2 separate regions of the Zea mays genome follow, and region 1 is linked to region 2. A link is a contact called in public Hi-C data. All regions are on one chromosome and are shown on one strand. Each heading gives the region's core, a stretch centred on a gene start, on an enhancer-like site or on the middle of the called end of the contact. The rest is flanking DNA. Distances are from core to core; before and after follow the strand shown.

Evidence for each region. A called contact is a pair of places that touch in the nucleus more often than the background predicts.
Region 1: a Hi-C map of leaf shows a contact between it and region 2, with 7 times the contacts expected there. The contact joins the promoter of LOC100281464 here to the promoter of LOC100282515 in region 2. A contact is called at or near these places in 13 of 25 Hi-C or Micro-C datasets (bundle sheath, ear, endosperm and 5 more) and 1 of 3 datasets of contacts at active chromatin or transcription factors (leaf).

Annotation. Positions count from the first base shown.
Region 1 is chr3:205,003,889-205,008,123 of Zm-B73-REFERENCE-NAM-5.0, forward strand. It overlaps LOC100281464 (6-phosphofructokinase), which reads left to right and starts at 2,823. Exons shown (of 15, transcript NM_001361342.1): 1 at 2,823-3,498. The coding sequence starts at 3,169.
Region 2 is chr3:204,840,964-204,845,536 of Zm-B73-REFERENCE-NAM-5.0, forward strand. LOC100282515 reads right to left here and starts at 2,901. Exons shown (of 6, transcript NM_001361151.1): 1 at 2,447-2,901; 2 at 1,544-1,666; 3 at 1,226-1,319; 4 at 258-340; 5 at 91-180; 6 at 1-3. The coding sequence starts at 2,668.

The sequences.
Region 1 (4,235 bases), core at 1,573-4,072, 160 kb after region 2:
TGCGTGAACTCTGGTGCGTGCGTGGACTCGGGAAATAAATATCCCAGCCGAACAGGAGTCTGTAAGCAAGTTTTGAACCTTCAGAAATACAAATCCTCCTCTGTCCCTGCCCTATCTCCTTCTTCCTTATTGCCCCTTCTCCACGTATCTACTCTCTGTTACAGACGGCTCCCTGCTTTTTCCTGACCGCGTGAGATGGACCTTCGACCATTCGTTGTCGTTGTCGTCGGCTGCACCTAAACGGGCGTGGATTGCAACGCAGTTCGTCGTAGTACTGGGCATAAAACCCGAGCCCGAAGCCCGTTACCCAAAATACCCGAACCCGTACCCGTTTAGCCCGATACCCGTTACCCGAACAATTCCAACGGGTAACAAAATTGAATACCCGAACTAAGTTTGAGCTTAATCGGGTATTCACCGACGGTACCCGAAGTACCCATTACCCGAAATTAGGCAGCACGCCGCCACGGGCCAGGCTGAGCGCTAGCCGCTAGGCAGCCCAAGCCCAACAACGCAGTGCCTACTCCCTGTCCCAGCCCCAGGCGGTCCGGTCCTCCCAGAGTCCCAGTCCCAGTCCCAGGCAAGTCGAAACCCTAGCTCCCAGCGCGGCCGACGGCGTCCTCCTCCTCCTAGGCTCCCAGCAGGCCAGCAAGCAGCAACCAAGGTCCAAGGCTCCACGACATCGCAGCACTCCAGCAGGCAGTCCCAGGCTCCCCGGCGGCACCGCGGCACCGCGCGCGCACTCCAGCAGGCACCGCGGCACCGCGCGCGCACTCCAGCAGGCACTCCGCGGCACTCCAGGCTGCACCGCGCGCACCGCGGCACTCCAGGCTCCCAGTCCCAGGCGCGTAGCACTCTCCAGCAGGCAGCAGGGGCAGCAGCACCGGCGCACCGCGGCACCGCGCGCGCAGTCGGCCATCACCAGTGGCAGTCCCAAGATAAATCGTTGGCCATATGAACTGTTGGGTGTTGGCTGTTAGCAGTTAGCACAAAGCTGTTGGAGTTTAATTTATGTTGCGTTGCTTTGGAACAGTAGCAGTTTACTTAATGATTACCTTCCGTGGATCTTCCGTGGATCTTAGTTAAAATTTATGTAACAATAGTACTTTGTCTCAGTTTAAAATTTATGTAACAATAGCAGTTTAATTTCTGTTGTGTATGATTTATAATAGCGGGTACCCGAATTTTACCCAAACCCAAACCCGAAATTACGGGTATCCGAAATTGCGGGTACCTAAAAGTTTAGGTACGAGTACGGGTTCTACTGTTGGAAACCCGAAATATAAAAAACCCAAAAAACCCGACCTGAAATTTCGGGTAAACTCGAACGTCCAGTCCTAGTTCGTCGCGTGTTCGGGGCTTCTGGCCACCGGGAATGGACCCCTGATCCTTGAGCTGATTTGGTGACCGGGGATCCCGAGGGGAAGAAATCCTCTTGCTATTCAAAATTGAATTGCAAGGGGATTCCTCTCCCATTGATCCCCTAGGGATCCCTAATCACCAAATCAGCCCTGACCGTGGTCGTCGTATGCTTCACACGGCTCGTGGTGCTGCCCATGCACCTGCGCCTTGTTTACTTCTGAGTTCTTCTGCTACGCGCGCCGTCCATTTCTGAAAGTGAAAAGGAGTCGCGCAGCCACGTGCCGAGATGCGCGAGCCGGCGGCGAGTGGCAGGCAACTACCGGCCAATCCACGCGATCCGCTATCGAACGATATTCTTCCGATATCAAACGACATTTTTTTTCCCGAATGGATCAAACGATTTCTTCTTTGCCAATGGATCCAACGAACGACCTTTGTGCCTTCTCTCTGTCTCAAAATAAAATAGTTTTGACTTTTTAGTCGGTTCATATAATATTTAGCGTACAATCATCATCACATTAATTAAATATAGATATAAAAATCAAAAGCTAAAATAAATACTATTTTAAAACAAGAGAGAGTAATAGATATGAGCAAAGAAGATGCCCTTTTTTTTCAAACAACGGCTTGTACTTGGAATCATATGGAATATTTTGAATGTGCAGAATAATATCTAACTCGGGCAATATGGATTTCCAGGGAGGACGTGAATATGATATTTTCTTCTCTTTTTAATTAATCAGAAAGATACTAGCGTAAACAACTAAAATACATGTTTAATACTGGATAACGCAAGAGTATTTCTAATATTTTTTCTAAATTTCACTTTCTAAATTATTATTTGGAGAGTCATATGTATAACAGCCACTTTCTATAAATTCCCAATCCCCAACAATTTTTTTAATATCTTATTTCCACTTCGGAGAGCTTTCTATTATGTCTAGCTAGAAAATCAGAATAGAATACGACCATATTTAAACAACCATTTTAATAAGTTGTTGAAATATGTATATTTATTTTTTAAATCTTTATTTATACCCGCTAGGAAGAATAGAGACCCTTTTAGAGTTGCTCTAAATAGCTTGACTAAGAAAATAAACTACTATAATTATAAATGGTAGTGGGATGCAAATAGATTACATGGAAAAATAGAAATGCTAGTCAAGATGATAACTATCATGATTATACGGGCTAGTGGACTCCTAGTATAGATGGATTATATATAAAGAGATAGGCATAATAGCGAGTTTTTTTTTGCAAATATAAGATATATATTAACATACAGATATTAAAGATTTGGTTCATTGACCTATCAAAAAGAAACGATAAAACACAACAAATGCCGGTTATATTTAGTGAGACCTTCTATAGACGACAGACGCACAGCAGACAGCGAAATTCGGTTAAACAAGGTACCCGATCATCCATCTATTTAAAGGCTATATACATAATCTATACAAAATCCAAAAACCAGTCAACCCCATAAACAATCACCCCGAAGAAGAAAATCACGGGCAGACATCATCAGCAACGCCGGCCGGCGTCACCGCCACCCTCCCCTCTCGCGGACACCGGAAACCATCACATCAAACCGGAAACCACCCTTCCCTCCAGAACTCCAGACCATTCCCTTCTCCCTTTCCTCTTCTCCACGCTTCGCCCCTCGCCGACTATTTTAAACCCACGCTTCTTTTAGTTCTTTCTTCCCCGTCGGCTTCCGGAGTGGAAACCATTTTCCTACCACCCGCGGGAGATCCACACGCCCACGAGCAGTGGAGCTCGGCAGCGAGGCTTCGGAGTTCTGCCATGGCGTCGTCCCACATCATCCTGCCCAAGGAGGAGGAGGAGGAGGCGGCTGCGGCAGCGGTGGCGGAGGTCGGGTTGGGAGCGGCGGTGGAGGCGGACCACGACCACCGGCCGTACCAGGAGCAGGGGCCCGGGAAGGCGGCGCTGCCGTTCTCGGCAACGTGCGTCCGGATCTCCCGCGACTCGTACCCGAACCTCCGCGCGCTGCGGAACGCGTCGACCATGACACTCCACGATGATGACGCCGCCTTCGTCAAGCTCGAGGAGGGCGACTACGGATACGTGCTCGACGACGTCCCGCACCTCACCGACTACCTCCCGGACCTCCCCGTGAGCGTCGCAACCCCCCTCCCGTGCCTTCTGGTTGCTCCCATTACCCGATCTGTTGTTCCTCGATGAAAAATGCTAATACCATGATTACAATGATGGAATTGGGGATCGTTTTAGGCTTGAGATGTCGAATAAGGATCTGGGACTGCTGCAGCTTGCAGCTGTGGAGCGGCAGTTTATAATATAAATTTAAATAGTTTATTTTTTAATCTAAATGATAAACAAAATGATTTATCTAGGCTCACAACTCGAGTTGTACGATCTTTTAGAGCACCTAATAATCTGATCCATCAATTTCACCAAATTTTCTGGAGCAGTCTCAAACATCCAGAGTCAGCTTCGGCACCATTTCAAAAAAGTCGTGAAGTTTCTCTGTTATGGGGCGGTGGTTTTACTCCCTCCGTCCCCCTCTGTCCCCGAATATAAGGCACACACTTATTTCAAAATTCAAACCTACTTATCTTTGACTAAGAATTAGCCTTAATTATATCAAAGGTTTGCATTATGAAAGCGTGAATCACTTTCGATTACGAAAGTAGTTGTGTTAGATTATATTTGTATTTAGAAATACTTCCTAACAATCAAATTTTTATTTCTATAAACTATAGTATATTATAAGAGAAATTATAGGTTAAACGCCATGTAAAATTGCGCCTTATATTCGGGGACGAAGACAGTATTTGATGATGTCTAGGGATTAGTCGAGGCTCGAGCTGCAGTTTCAAATAATTGTATGA
Region 2 (4,573 bases), core at 1,651-4,150:
AGCCTGCAAAATTGTGTGGATTGTCATAGTGTCTTAACGCCAGTAGTATTGTACTAATAACTTATAAAGCAATCACAAAAGACTGCATACATGCCACTGCGAGGGTGCCAAAAGCACTCGAGGCCTAATGGATCGTACATGATCCAAAGCTGCTTCAGGGGTCATGTTCCTGTATTTAATCTGCAACACAAGGATTATCAGGAAATTGAACAGGAGCATGCGTACTGAGTTGCAACTACAAATGCAGTTCATCCTACCAAGTAGCACAATACAATAGTGGTGCTTCGTCCTCTTCCAGCTTTACAATGAACATATGTAGTACCGCCTTGTGATGCATTCCCTGAAAATGCAGCTATATGTTGAATCTACCAATTTGAGAGCGTGTATTCAGAATTTCAAAGGCTAAAAGGTTTTTTTTGTGCTGATTGCATAAATCGTAGTTTCTGGCAATGTATATTCGATTAAAAATCACAGTACTAATTGTATAATTGATTTTGGGTTGAATACTTGAATAGCCTATCATTTTGTGTCATCTTTATTTTTTTAATACATCTACATAATATATATTATATATGCATAACTTTTTGGCAAAAGTGGCTATGCATTCAGCTGAAGTCCTGAATCCACCCTGTCATAGATTGCTGTTTGACACAAAGCAAAGATTTTAGATTATAGATGTGCTTTGATAGGTTATGATTCTACTTCGTTTGAATTACTGACAGACATTGTGTAATGGCTAGGCTCATTTCAATTTTTTTCAATAGCATATCTACAATGATTTGACATAGTTGTCATGCATGACATCATATACAACGACATCTAACAGAACCTTAATCCGGAGGTTGGGAGTGGACTGTGCATTAAAAGATAGTGCTGCAGCTTCTTTGTAACCATACCTACCACATCAAAATTTAATTGGCCATGCATACCTAATAACATAAACATTAGTTGACCAGTGATCAAAATAATAACCAGCTTTCCTTTTCTGAGTTAACTGCTACCTGCTTTGCTTCCCTAAGTTTTTGAGTCAACCACAATAAACTCTCCTACCTATAATTCAACGGTTGCTCTTTGGGGGAAATACATAACAAAAGGTACCACGGATGCAACGAAAATAAAATAATAGAAAACTGATCAGCGCTGGGGTTATGTTTCAGGAAAAGGTGTGAATTTGCTATCGTGTACTTATTCCCTTAAAAATAAACAAGAAAGGGCAAGAACTTACGATGGATGAAATCTATGGCTTGAGAAATATCCTCGAATGAAGGTGCAAAGAGGTAATCTCTTGTTGGAATTACCAGGTGCTCAATCTCATTAGCCTGGTAAGAGAAATTGTTATTTATACATGTTTTCGCATTGCATATGCACAAGAGTTCAATTGAGTCCCCTGAACTCTGAACCAACATAATATACATGCAAAAGGATAGCCTTGGCCAGTGCAGAATCTCAAAATAAGTAGATAATGGAGCCCAGAGTTCTAACATGATAACTCTAATTTTAAACGCAAATGGAGTCACATAACTAGCATAAGATGGAATAGTACCTGGTATAAAGATGTTGGGACAAGAGTTTCATAAGGTTCATTCAACGTTACAACCCCTTGAACTCCAAGCTGCTTCAACCGTGGAACATCACTTGGGAAAGGAACAGCGCCCAGCAAAATAAACTGGATGTACATCAGAAAAAAGATTAGACAGAGGCATTTCAGAGTGCACATTCTGATACATAATTAGAAATTTACAATACTAGGTTGTGCGAAGACTGAAGAAAAACGAAACAACTAATAACACCAGTCAAGGACTCAAGATTTGCAGTTTGGTACTCTTGTGAAGGCAACGATCCAGGATTCCAGGGCCCTAGGCTTGTGACTATTCATCCTTGGTGCTAAATGATATACCAAATACTAAGTCCCCTTTGGAGGGCAGGAATTTTACAGGAATCAAATCGTTTTTCACAAGAAAAAACGTAGGACGGGGGGGACCCCCCTCAGCCTTCTCACAAGTCACACTGGGTTAGAGTCGGAACGTCTGACAAAAGCAAGCACGTGAACAATCACTGCTCACAGGGGGGCAATGAGGCTATGAGATGATATATTTCCTCGCTGCTGAGTAGAAGTCACTCTTAAACATAAACGAACTTTGTTGGGCGATATATTTCCCTTCTGCTGAGTAAAAGTCACTCTTAAGCACAAACGAGGTAACAAAGCAAAGCCAATCCCTGCGTAGAACTCACTAGCAAGTGCATAACTTCATAGGGAAAAACTGATAAAACACCGACTATCCGAGCATGAGAAATCCAACATTAACAGTACTGAACTCAGCCACAGGAATAAGTCAATAAGCACATCACTACCACTTACGAGCAAATTAAATCAGAACGTACAATACCATCCGGAATACAACAAACCACACAATCCACGCAGAACAAAGCAAGGAAGGGCCAGTACCTGGTCGACGCGATCCCACCACCGGAAGTCCGCCTCGAACCGGTTGCGCAAGACGTTGTAGAGCAGCGTCGGGTAGAACAGCACCCTCGCGCCGGCGCCGACGAGCGCGTGCTTCGCCTTAAGCCGTACGAGCTCGCCGCTCGCCTGGACCTCCTCCTGCTGCTCTTGCTGAAACACCAGGCCCGCAACGTCGTCACCGTCTCCCGATTCGCAGATCCTCATTTCCCACCACCGCAGCAGCTCGCAAATCCTCGCGCCGAGACGCCTCCAGCGTCCGCCTCCGCTTCCACAACGAGAAGATCCGTGGAGGCACAGAAGAGGGAGGGAAATCGGTGGATCGAGACAGTGGGGTAGCCTTGCTCGCGACCGTGGCCTGGGGACGCGAGAAATGGGACGAGTGATTTTTGTCTAAAACCCCAGCAGCAGAAGGCGGAATGGCGGAATGCGGAAACAGGTGGCACGGATTGCTGATTCGGAAGGAAGCGGAGCTGGCTCGCTGTTTTTAGTTGGTGGAGTTATTGGTGGCGGAAACGTGGGTGCGTTTTTCTTGTGAGGTACTCGGTTATTTGCAGTTTTGCAAAACCGCTCCCCTTTTCTTGTTGGGTGTGGTAGGTGGCTAGGTGCAACAACAAATTCCTAATGTTTTTGGTGATCCGCGTTGATGCCTTTGTAAGCTCCAAAAGCATGCTAAAATATCTCCTCTAAAAATGATTATTAGGGCCAGCTAAAATATTTAGTGCAATAATCCGCTTCTTATCCCATGATTCTTCCTCCAATCTACTCTAGTTTTGTGGCTCCCAAATTCACCCCTTAGAGGTGCTCTTAACGTGTATACTCAACAACTCCTTTAAACAAATGTTGAAAATCTAAAAATTAGCCTAAATTTAAAAAGAAAACCTCAAGCATGCATCTATATGGTATTTTTACTTGTGCGCGGCCGAGTACCAGCTACTGGGCTCGGAAGCCACCGTCCGCGGCGGCGCGGCGCTGCCGCCACAACAGATGATGAGATGTCGCACTGGAGAGCTGGCACGACGGCAGGCGCAGACACACATCACCTCTGCAAACGACGAACAGACGGGCCCGCTAGGCCCGACACCGACACACTAGCCTACTGACCGTGTCAAGCCAGCCCGTCGGGCCATTTGGTTAAATCACCGTAAAGTATTTGGTTAAATCAGTGTAAAATGTTAAATAATAGTGCAGGAGGTGGGGTTTGAACCCACACCCTAAGAGAAAAAAGGCGTCAAGCCAGCCCGTCGGGCCATTTGGTTAAATCACCGTGCAGGAGGTGGGGTTTGAACCCACACCCTAAGAGAAAAAAGGCGAGAGACACTGAGCGAAGCTATCTAACCAGTATAACATCATGTTCAAGTGTTTATAATATTGAATATAAATTGTGCATATGTATATATGATTTTTTTGTAAAATAAAAAAATAATCATGTCGGGCCAGCACTACGGGCCGAGGCCACGGCCCAAGCACTGCACGACGCTCGTGCAGGGTTGGACCAGACACTATTAAATGGGTCGTGCCTCGGGCCGGCTCGCTAGACACAGCCCATTTGGCTATCTATACCTCTGCACAATAAAGATGGTCCTCGCCTCAGTTGCCACCACCTCGTTCACCATCCTGTTTCTTTTCTCTCTCCCCTCATGCCTCTACCTCCGCACCACCCCATTCTCGGCAGAGGGCGTAGGAGCAAGCGCCTCCTCCCCGTATTCGTCTGACACCAACCCCGACACCGACTCGCGCAGTGGCTATTCCATGTCCACGAGGACGTTTCACGTTATGTGTGCACCATCATTTTCGTCGTTGTCGGACGTCCTGTTCGTCTTCCCAGTCTTCGTCCTGTTCTTCCTCCCCGACCTGCTGCCCTCGCCCACGGTCACAGCCGCGAGCCGACCAATGCTCGTTGACCTTCGTCATGCTCCTGGCCTTTCTCTGTGTGTGCCGTCGAGGAGGACATGGTGGCGCCTGCCACGTTTAGGTTATCTTGGCGATGAGGAGTCCAGGTCTGAGATACTGGACAACCAAGGCTCGTCCCGTGGCAGCAGTCGACATATGCTATGGAGTTGGTGGTGGTGGTGTGTCGCTTCGGCGGGTCCAGGGTTGGGAAGATACTCG